Linked DNA regions of Mus musculus: all the other regions are linked to region 2. Evidence: chromatin contacts called from public promoter capture Hi-C data. All regions are on one chromosome and are shown on one strand. The core of a region is the stretch at or near the end of the contact, and the rest is flanking DNA. Distances in the headings are between cores, read along the strand shown.

Region 1 (2,800 bases), core at 107-2,606, 730 kb after region 2:
GTGGCACTGCGGGCAGGTGATGGAGCTGGAGGACGAGCAGAGCGAGGAGCAGGCGGCGCCTCGGGCCGCGGCGGCCGAAGAGCCCGGGGGCGCAGGCACCATGGGCAGCACGCGGACTCCATTGGGGGACTTGAGGCTGGGGGTGTAGGAGCCATAGCCGCTGTCAGTCTCGCTGTACAAGCTCAGCTTGTCCGCGTGGTCTCCGCCACCGGTCGCCCCGCCGCCTAGGCCTCCGGCTGTGTTAGCTCCCGCGCCTCCGCTGGTCGCGCCGGCGGCTGCGTCCTGATCCGGAGGGGTTGCGGCGGCGGCGGCACCTCGCGAAAGAAGGAGCGGCGGGGGCAGGTGCTGCTCGCCGTCCGGGGTCTGAACCGCGATAGTGCGGGCGCACGGCAAGCAGACATTGTGAGAGCAGGGCAGGATGATGGGTTCCCGGAACAGGGATCCGCACACTGGGCACTTCAGCTCCTCCTCCATCGCCGCGCCCGCGGCCAGAGCCGCTCGGGACCAGCCAAGAATGGTCAAGGCTCCGAAGACAAGCGCAGCTGGGCTGGCGATGTCAGCGCTCTTGAGTCAGGAGGCGGGGGTATTTCACGGGCATGCTGTCTTCACCCGAGGGTGGCACGCCCCCTCTCTGTCCTCAGGCCACCGCCCTAAGACGCTTGGCCGCCAGAGAAAGGAGGGGTCCTCACCTCCTGAAGGCGAGGCTCCCTCACCGGAGGCAGCCGTCTGAAGGTGGCGGGGAGCCCTCGCGGTGGCCTCCGAGGTTGTCCAGGTGTTGAATAGGCAGCAGTAGCGCCGTCCGGGGTACCTCGTGCCTCCACTCCACGAAGGACCAGTGACCCGCTGCTGTGAGCCAGCAAGGCTACTGAGCCCGACTCCGCAGCGCCGCTGCCCCGAGTCTTCTTTCTGCGAGCGCCCCGCCCCTACCCAGCTCTTGGCCAGTGCCCGAGTGGCGGGGCCAGGGCTGGTTCAGCACCACCAGACGGCGGACAGCGCCCGCGAGAGGATGGGCCCGGAGTCCGCGCCCGTCCCCCCTCCCGCGCGCATCCTCCGCCAGGCTGCTGTGCAGCCGCGGCCACCTCGGCATCCCCCGGCCCGGAGACCGTCGCCGTACCGCTGCTCGGGCCGCTGCTCTCTGAGCTGCCTCCTCGTAGGCCGGTATTGAGCAGCGTCCCAGGCTGGCCTCGCCGGCTCCGGTTCCTGCAGCGCCCCTGACCTTGGCCGCGCCACGCTGCAGCGGCGGGTGGGGGGCGAGCACCCGCTGGCTCGGGAATCCCCCTCCCGGCCCCACCGCCTCCCGCGCCCGCCCGCCCGCCGTGCCGCGCGCCCAGGAGTTGTAATTTCCAGAGCGAGAGTAACGGGGCGGGGGGCGGGGAGCCAGGCGTCAGCTCAGCGAATGAGGGCTCGCCTCTCGCGGCTGGCAGTCAGGGGCGGGTCGGAGGGCTTCGTGGGGAGGATCATTGTGGAGAACTGCTCCGTTACGGATGGAGACTGCACGGTGAATTAGCACGGCGCCCCGCCCAGCTTGCCAGAGCAACCCTGGCCAGCTCCCGCCCTGCCCACTCCTCGCCACCATGAAAGCGTAAACAGCGGTCCCTAAAAGGCCAGTCGCTTGAAAAAGGCCTCGCAACACAGCGCGACAGTCGGTTCCTAAATCTATTTCCTCCCCGCAAAAAGCTTTCAAGGCACAAAATGTCGGACAGCCTCGCGCCAAAGGGCGAGGTTTGATTTATGCATCTTTTTACAAGCCTTTTTTTTTTTTTTTTTTTGTCTCCTTGGTTCTACTGGGGCTAGTCGTGGAAGATGAGGGCCGGAGGACTTGGCGAGGACACGGTGAAGGTTGCCAAATACAACCTCCCCAGGCTGCTCGCGAGTGCGGAGAGGCGGGAGGCAGCGAGCAGGTGTTCTCTTTATGAATGGGAGCTTCCTGCAACGTCGCCGCCCGCGCGCCTGGCTGCCGTCTGCCCGCTGTTCTGCGCTGGGTAGTGCCGGCTGCCCAGAGAAAGGAAGTACGCGCTGGGCATAGAGCTAAGGGCGAGCCCTGGAAGGGAAGAGCGCGTGGAGCGAAATGCGCACCACGCGGCCCTCTCTTCCTGTGCGATTCAAGCTGGCTTGGAACAGACAAGGAAATTGTCGATTTAGAAAGGATGTGTCAGTCAGCGTGCTGGCTCGTGCTTGTAATTCTAGCACTTGGGAGGCCTAGGCAGAAGGATTGCTATGAGTTCAAGGCCAGCTTGGGCTACATAGTAATTTCCAAGCTAGTCTGGGTGTTACATAGTAAGACTCTGCTGAACTGAAACAAACAAAAAAAAAAAAACAGCAACCGTGGCGCAGACTCCTGCTGAAGGAATGCAGGGCCCCAGCCACTGTCAGCATTTGGAAAGATAGCAGGAGGAGAGAAATGAAGCCACAGACTAATGAGGCAGCTGCCTTGGCCTGGCTCTGTGCCTAAGGGATAGAACCTCTGGTGGAAGGGAGGTCACCAGGAAAGCCATTGCAAAGCACCCCAGTGAAGCCCATATCTTTACAGGACTTCCGGGGTCCTGCAGCTTGCTTCCACCTGTCCAGTCTGGAAAATACTATAACAATATATATATGTGTCCGTGCCAAATTGTTACAGTAAATGCTCTGGACTACTTTCTATGCATCTCAGTTCAGCTGAATGGCTTACAGAAGTCTGGCTCCATGTTTAAGGGTAGGCTCCTGCTAAACCGGACATCCCAATTAGCCCTGCTTCAGGAAGCAGTGCTGCACGGTGGGGGTGGGGGTGGGTATGGAGGCGGCAACTGTCCTAATCCAC
Region 2 (2,925 bases), core at 406-2,905:
TCTATGTTCTTAACATGCAGATGTATGGAAGCATAGGTCAGCCTTTGGTGTCTTTTCTTAAGTTCCGTTCATTTCATTTTATGAAACAAGGTCTCCCACTAGCCTGGGGTCCAACAATCCAGCTGGGCTGTCTGGATAGTGTGCCCCAGTGACCGTACCTGTCTCTTTGTCTCTAAATCCCAGCACTGTGTTTGTAGGAGCACACCATCATGCTTGACTTTTCTTCCTGAGTTCTGGGGATCGAACTCAGGACCTCAAGCTTACATGGCAAGCACTCTACACAGCCCCAAGAATTTTACTGTTAAAGAAAAAAACCAAACCAAACCAAACCAAACCATAGCCTTGCTTAGATGCTGGATTTCCCTGCATACCAGCAGGTTGTCTTCTCACCGTTGGCGGGAGAGCTACAAGGAATAACTGTGTGTTGGTGCTGGCTGCACTTCCTCAGAACCGCACTTCCTCAGGAAGCCTGCGGGTAGGAACAAGGTGTGGGGAGGGGCATGTCTGCATGGCTTGTTTCTGTGCAGAGCATCTTGTGAGGTGTCCCCAGCACAGACCTAGGAATGCGGATCTTCCTGTCCCTTCCCTTGCATTCCAGTACATAACAGTTGCTGGGGAAGACCCAGTTTTAGGTGCTCCCCTCCCCCACTTCCCAGCCCAGACAGAGCCCTTACCTCATTAAGCCACCTGTGAAGGAGGAAGTGTGGCCAGGCTCCAGAGTCCTCATTGATGCTACTCAGAGAATCTGTGGCTTCCTTTCCTGGCCATAAACAAAAGCAGCTGAAAGAATGGGCTTTGCTTCTCATGGGATGCTTGCTATGTCAGGGGAAGGAAAGGCGCTTTCTCATAATGTTCATCTTGTAGGGGCCTCACCATAAAATACAGACAGTAACCCAGAAGTGCCGTGTGAAGCTGACTATTAGCAGCAGACTTTTCGAGTTTGTGTTGGGGTCTCATAATACATGCACACGAGGACACATGAGGACAGAACCCTCCTTACAGGAAAATTGGAATATTGATCTCTGAAAACAGCGATGCTTCAGAAATGCCTCTCTCTTAAGGTCTGGAAGGTCATACTGTGTTCGCAAGAGATACTTGTTATTCGCAGTGCAGTCATGTCTCCCGCATAGGTCTCCCTGGTGACGGCTCCATGTGTCCTCTTGCACAGCCTCAGTGGCAGAGAACATCACAACGCAGTGTGCTCTTGTCCTACTACAATGGCTAGAAGCTAGGGGCTGCCTGTGGGAACTGGTGGCTGTGATAGGTGGACAGACAGGCCAGGGAACACTTGGATAGGAAATCTTTCACAAATATTCTGGTGTTGGGGGTCATTATATTGTAACATAAGCCGTTAGGCATTATCAAGTAAATTCATATATTTATGTAGCCGTTCTGTCTGTCTGTCTGTCTGTGGTTTTCCATAAGACTAGAATTCTGAACCTGCTAAAGCAACCTCCTTATCTTCCTCCCTCTGAACCTATCTATTCTGCTTCTGCTTTGAGTCTTCACTATTCCTGGAACCCCATGGAAGAGAAATGGTCTGTCTCAGCCTTTGTCCCTTTGTGACTCATGTATCTCACTTAGTGGCCCTGGAGCTTCAGTCATAATGCATCAGACGTCAGAATTCCCTTCCTCCTTAAGGCTGAATAACATTCCATTGTGTGAATGGGTCACACTGTTTATTCACCCATCAAAGGACACTTGGGTCAGTTGGAACGAGAGCTGTTGTCAGAGTGGCTAGACACTGCTAGAGCAGTGTTTTTTCAACCTGTGGGTCACGTCCCGTCTGGGGTCGCCTAAGACCGGGAAAAACACAGATATTTGCATTACAATTCATAACAGTAGCAAATTTTCATGAATTATGAAGTAGCAATAAAAATAATTTTTATGGTCACCACAATAGGAGGGACTGTATCATAGGTGGCAGCATTAGGAAGGTTGAGAACCACTGCTCTAGAGCCACTGTAAGTTCTTTGGATGCAAATCCTGGATCCCATGGCAAGGCTGAGGGACCTGCTGCCTGTGCCTCTGATTCTGAGCCTCAGAACAAGAACGATTGCTCATTGAAGGAGAAACCCAGCTGCTCCGAGGGGCTTCAGTGACTTCTCATCAGCTGCTTTGCGCTTCCTAAAGATGGAGGCAGACTGAGGAAGGTCGGTTTTCTAAAGCAGAGGCCAGTGACAGCCTTCTGCATAAGTGATAAGCTTGTCTTCATGTCGTAGTGGAGTGGTTCATGAAGGTACCGCGTCAGCACGGCCGCTTCTGAGCAGGTCGGTGGGGATCCTCCTTACTGCGGGCTGCCTCATCTTGCTGGAAGCCTGCTCGTGCTCCTGGGTTCCTTCTGGTCAGTATTCCCTCCTTGCTGCATCTTGGCTCCTTGCGCTATCATACAGGAGTGTGGATTTTAGGAAGCTTTAGTTTGCAGTTCTTATAGCTACTGCTCTGAAATATAAGTTGTGGATGGAGAAGCTTGTGATCTGAGGAGCAGTCTGACTTCAATTCATATTCATTCATAGTCTTCCACCGCCCCCACCTCCTGTCTCCACCCCTTGAGTGCTGAATTCCAGGTGCACTGCTTCCCGAGGTTCAGAACAGAACCCGGGCTTTATCCGTGCTAGGCAAGCACTCTTCCAGCAGAACTGCAGCCTGGGCCAAGAACCAAGAAGGAAGTGCTTCCCTGAGCACCAGGTTCCTCGTCCAGGGAAGCAGGGTGGCCTGTGGACTCTGCCACTCCCTTCTTTCCTTCCCTTTCCTTTTACCGTAGGTAGGTGTGAGTTTGTAAACAGTATCGGAACTGTCACCAGATGCAGTTGTGATTTAACAGGGTAATCTGAAACACCCTTCTCCTTCTGGTCTTGGTGTTGCCTCCACAACACTGAGAAGTGACTGTGATCATAAAGGCTGCTGGGGGATGTGGTTGATTCG
Region 3 (2,700 bases), core at 62-2,561, 570 kb after region 2:
AATTTTAAATTCTCGGCTGTCTGTCCCAATGGCTACACTCAAGTATACGACCGTGTGTGTACATTATGACAAATGTTTGCACCTAGGGAGGTCCTTCTGTTTTGGAGGCTGTATGACCATGTCGAACTCCGTAGCCCTGGCTGTCCCAGAACCCACCACATAGAGCAGGTTGGTCCTCAACCTGTACAGCTCTTGCTTCCCTCTCTGCAGCTCCAAATATACCCGTCATTCTCCTTGCCCCGGCCCCACTAGTTACTTACTACAAATCACACGTGGAACCGACAGTCTCTGGTTTGTTTCTCTGAGCTGTGTGTGCAAGTGCGTTTGATCCTGGAACTCACTTTGTAGCCCAGGCTGGCCCCAATCTCACAATGATCTTCCTGCCTCTGAGTGCCAGCATTAAAGCCGTTTACCACCGTGCCAAGCTCTATGAGGTTTGAAGGTTTCATAAAAACAAAGAAACAGCAACTAGTGTGTTCGTCTCAATTTACAACACTGAAATCAAACAAAATGCAGATAACTGAGTTGGCAAAGAGGGCTCACGCTAATCACCTTACCACTGACCAGAAGAGGTAGGAGAATCTACTTCCGAGGACTACCGGGCTGCGTCTCAAGACAACAAAGAAAGCCCGTAATAATCCTCATAATTCTGCAGACACTATTGGCAGATTCTAATGTGAGACTTTAACTCCCTGTGCAGCTTCGTTCACGGACTATGCTCTTGAGAGCTTCAGGCCTGAATGCGGATCTGGAACCGAGCCCTGATTACCTTACTTAACCCAGAGGTCTCGAACCGGAACCGGGAGAAATCTCAAGAGTTTAAGGACCGCAGAAAAGCAAAAACAAAGCAAAGCCAGAACCAGGCCCGGCGACTGCAGGAGCCGGTCCCGGAGCAGGCTGCCCGGGGGGCCTTTGTTGTGCCCTCCGCGGCCTCCGGGGAGCAGCAGACCGGGAGCGCGCAGCGGCCGTCCCGGAGCTTGGAGCGGCCCAGCGGCCGTCTGAGCTTCCGTTTCCTCCTCCGCGGGACCGAGGTGGCCGAGGCAGCCCCGGAGCGCTGCCGGCGGGCCCGGACAGGCAGGTGGAGCTGCGCGCGCGCAGGCCGGCGACGCGCGCCCCGGGCGGAGCCGCGAGGAGGAGGGGAGGGCGGAGGAAGCGGCGCGCCCGCCCGCTAGGCCCGGCCCGCCGCGTGCGCGCGGCCCCCGCCCTCTCCGCCCGCGCGCCGGGTCGCCGGGGCCGTGGTGTACGTGCAGCGCGCGCGGAGCGAGTGGCGCCCGCAGGCCCGCGCCCTGCCCGCCCGCCCCGACGCAGCCGGCTGGGCCCGCCCGCCCAGGGCGCTGTGCGCCGCGCAGGCCGCGCTCTCTCCGGCGCGATGCGGCGCTAGGCGGCCCCGGGCAAGGCAGGCGAGGCCAGGGCGCGCGCGGCCTCCCGCAGCGGGCGGCGGCCCCGGGCGGGCGCCCCGACGGCCCCGCCGCCGCCCCGCTCCCGGCCCGCGGCCCGCCCTGCCGCGGCCATGGCCAGTGACAGCGGCGGGCCCGGCGTGCTGAGCGCCAGCGAGCGCGACCGGCAGTACTGCGAGCTGTGCGGGAAGATGGAGAACCTGCTGCGCTGCGGCCGCTGCCGCAGCTCCTTCTACTGCTGCAAAGAGCACCAGCGCCAGGACTGGAAGAAGCACAAGCTGGTGTGCCAGGGCGGCGAGGCCCCCCGCGCGCAGCCCGCGCCGGCGCAGCCCCGCGTCGCGCCCCCGCCCGGTGGGGCCCCCGGAGCCGCGCGCGCCGGCGGGGCGGCCCGGCGCGGGGACAGCGCGGCGGCCTCGCGCGTACCGGGCCCGGAGGACGCGGCGCAGGCCCGGAGCGGCCCCGGCCCAGCAGAGCCCGGCTCCGAGGATCCTCCGCTTAGCCGGTCTCCGGGCCCCGAGCGCGCCAGCCTGTGCCCAGCGGGTGGCGGCCCCGGGGAGGCGCTGAGTCCCGGTGGAGGGCTGCGGCCCAACGGGCAGACCAAGCCGTTGCCCGCGTTGAAGCTGGCTCTGGAGTACATCGTGCCGTGCATGAACAAGCACGGCATCTGCGTGGTGGACGACTTCCTGGGCAGGGAGACCGGGCAGCAGATCGGCGATGAGGTGCGCGCCCTGCACGACACCGGCAAGTTCACGGACGGGCAGCTGGTCAGCCAGAAGAGTGACTCTTCCAAGGACATCCGGGGGGACCAGATCACCTGGATCGAGGGCAAAGAGCCCGGCTGCGAAACCATCGGCCTGCTCATGAGCAGCATGGACGACCTGATCCGCCACTGCAGCGGGAAGCTGGGCAACTACAGGATAAACGGCCGAACGAAAGTAAGTGGCTGGGGCTCTTGCGACCGGAGGAGGGTCTGTGAGGACCACCCCCCGCCCCCGCAGACCCGGGGCCCGGCGCTCTGTCTTAGCGTGGCTCCTTTTGTCCTTGTACTGTCTGCCACAGTGCACAGTGCAGAGCCTGCCGGAGCCCTGGTCACTCGTGGGGGTCGTTGGGGTACCAGCTACACCGGGTCTGGGTGATGCATCTTATCTTGCCTGTGTGCCTGAGCTAGTTAAAAGCCCCGCGGTTTTTAGCGCGCACCCGGCTCTGATTGAGAGCCAGACACTGTGTTTAGCTAGGACTCTGTCAGCTGCCCCCAGAAAGGTTCATTTAAAAGCCTGTGGTCGGAAAACTCCCTGTATTCAGG

Evidence for each region. Promoter capture Hi-C pulls out the DNA fragments that hold promoters and counts their contacts.
Region 1: a promoter capture Hi-C map of pre-B cells shows a contact between it and region 2, with 3 times the contacts expected there. The contact joins the promoter of Trim67 here to the promoter of 4930566D17Rik in region 2. A contact is called at or near these places in 4 of 39 promoter capture datasets (embryonic stem cells, hippocampal neurons, liver and 1 more).
Region 3: a promoter capture Hi-C map of stem cell-derived epiblast-like cells shows a contact between it and region 2, with 3 times the contacts expected there. The contact joins the promoter of Egln1 here to the promoter of 4930566D17Rik in region 2. A contact is called at or near these places in 1 of 39 promoter capture datasets (stem cell-derived epiblast-like cells), 1 of 484 Hi-C or Micro-C datasets (embryonic stem cells) and 1 of 115 datasets of contacts at active chromatin or transcription factors (epiblast stem cells).

What each region holds. Positions count from the first base shown.
Region 1 is chr8:124,791,575-124,794,374 of GRCm38.p6, reverse strand. It overlaps Trim67 (tripartite motif-containing 67), which reads right to left and starts at 1,356. Exons shown (of 10, transcript NM_198632.2): 1 at 1-1,356. The coding sequence starts at 474. It overlaps Gm46059 (a long non-coding RNA gene), which reads left to right and starts at 1,988. Exons shown (of 3, transcript XR_001778718.2): 1 at 1,988-2,800.
Region 2 is chr8:125,521,062-125,523,986 of GRCm38.p6, reverse strand. It overlaps 4930566D17Rik (a long non-coding RNA gene), which reads right to left and starts at 1,655. Exons shown (of 3, transcript XR_003947612.1): 1 at 675-1,655. The region is part of intron 1 of Sipa1l2 (signal-induced proliferation-associated 1 like 2); the gene reads left to right.
Region 3 is chr8:124,947,865-124,950,564 of GRCm38.p6, reverse strand. It overlaps Egln1 (egl-9 family hypoxia-inducible factor 1), which reads left to right and starts at 1,311. Exons shown (of 5, transcript NM_053207.2): 1 at 1,311-2,332. The coding sequence starts at 1,511. Gm46060 (a long non-coding RNA gene) reads left to right here and starts at 2,340. Exons shown (of 2, transcript XR_001778719.2): 1 at 2,340-2,700.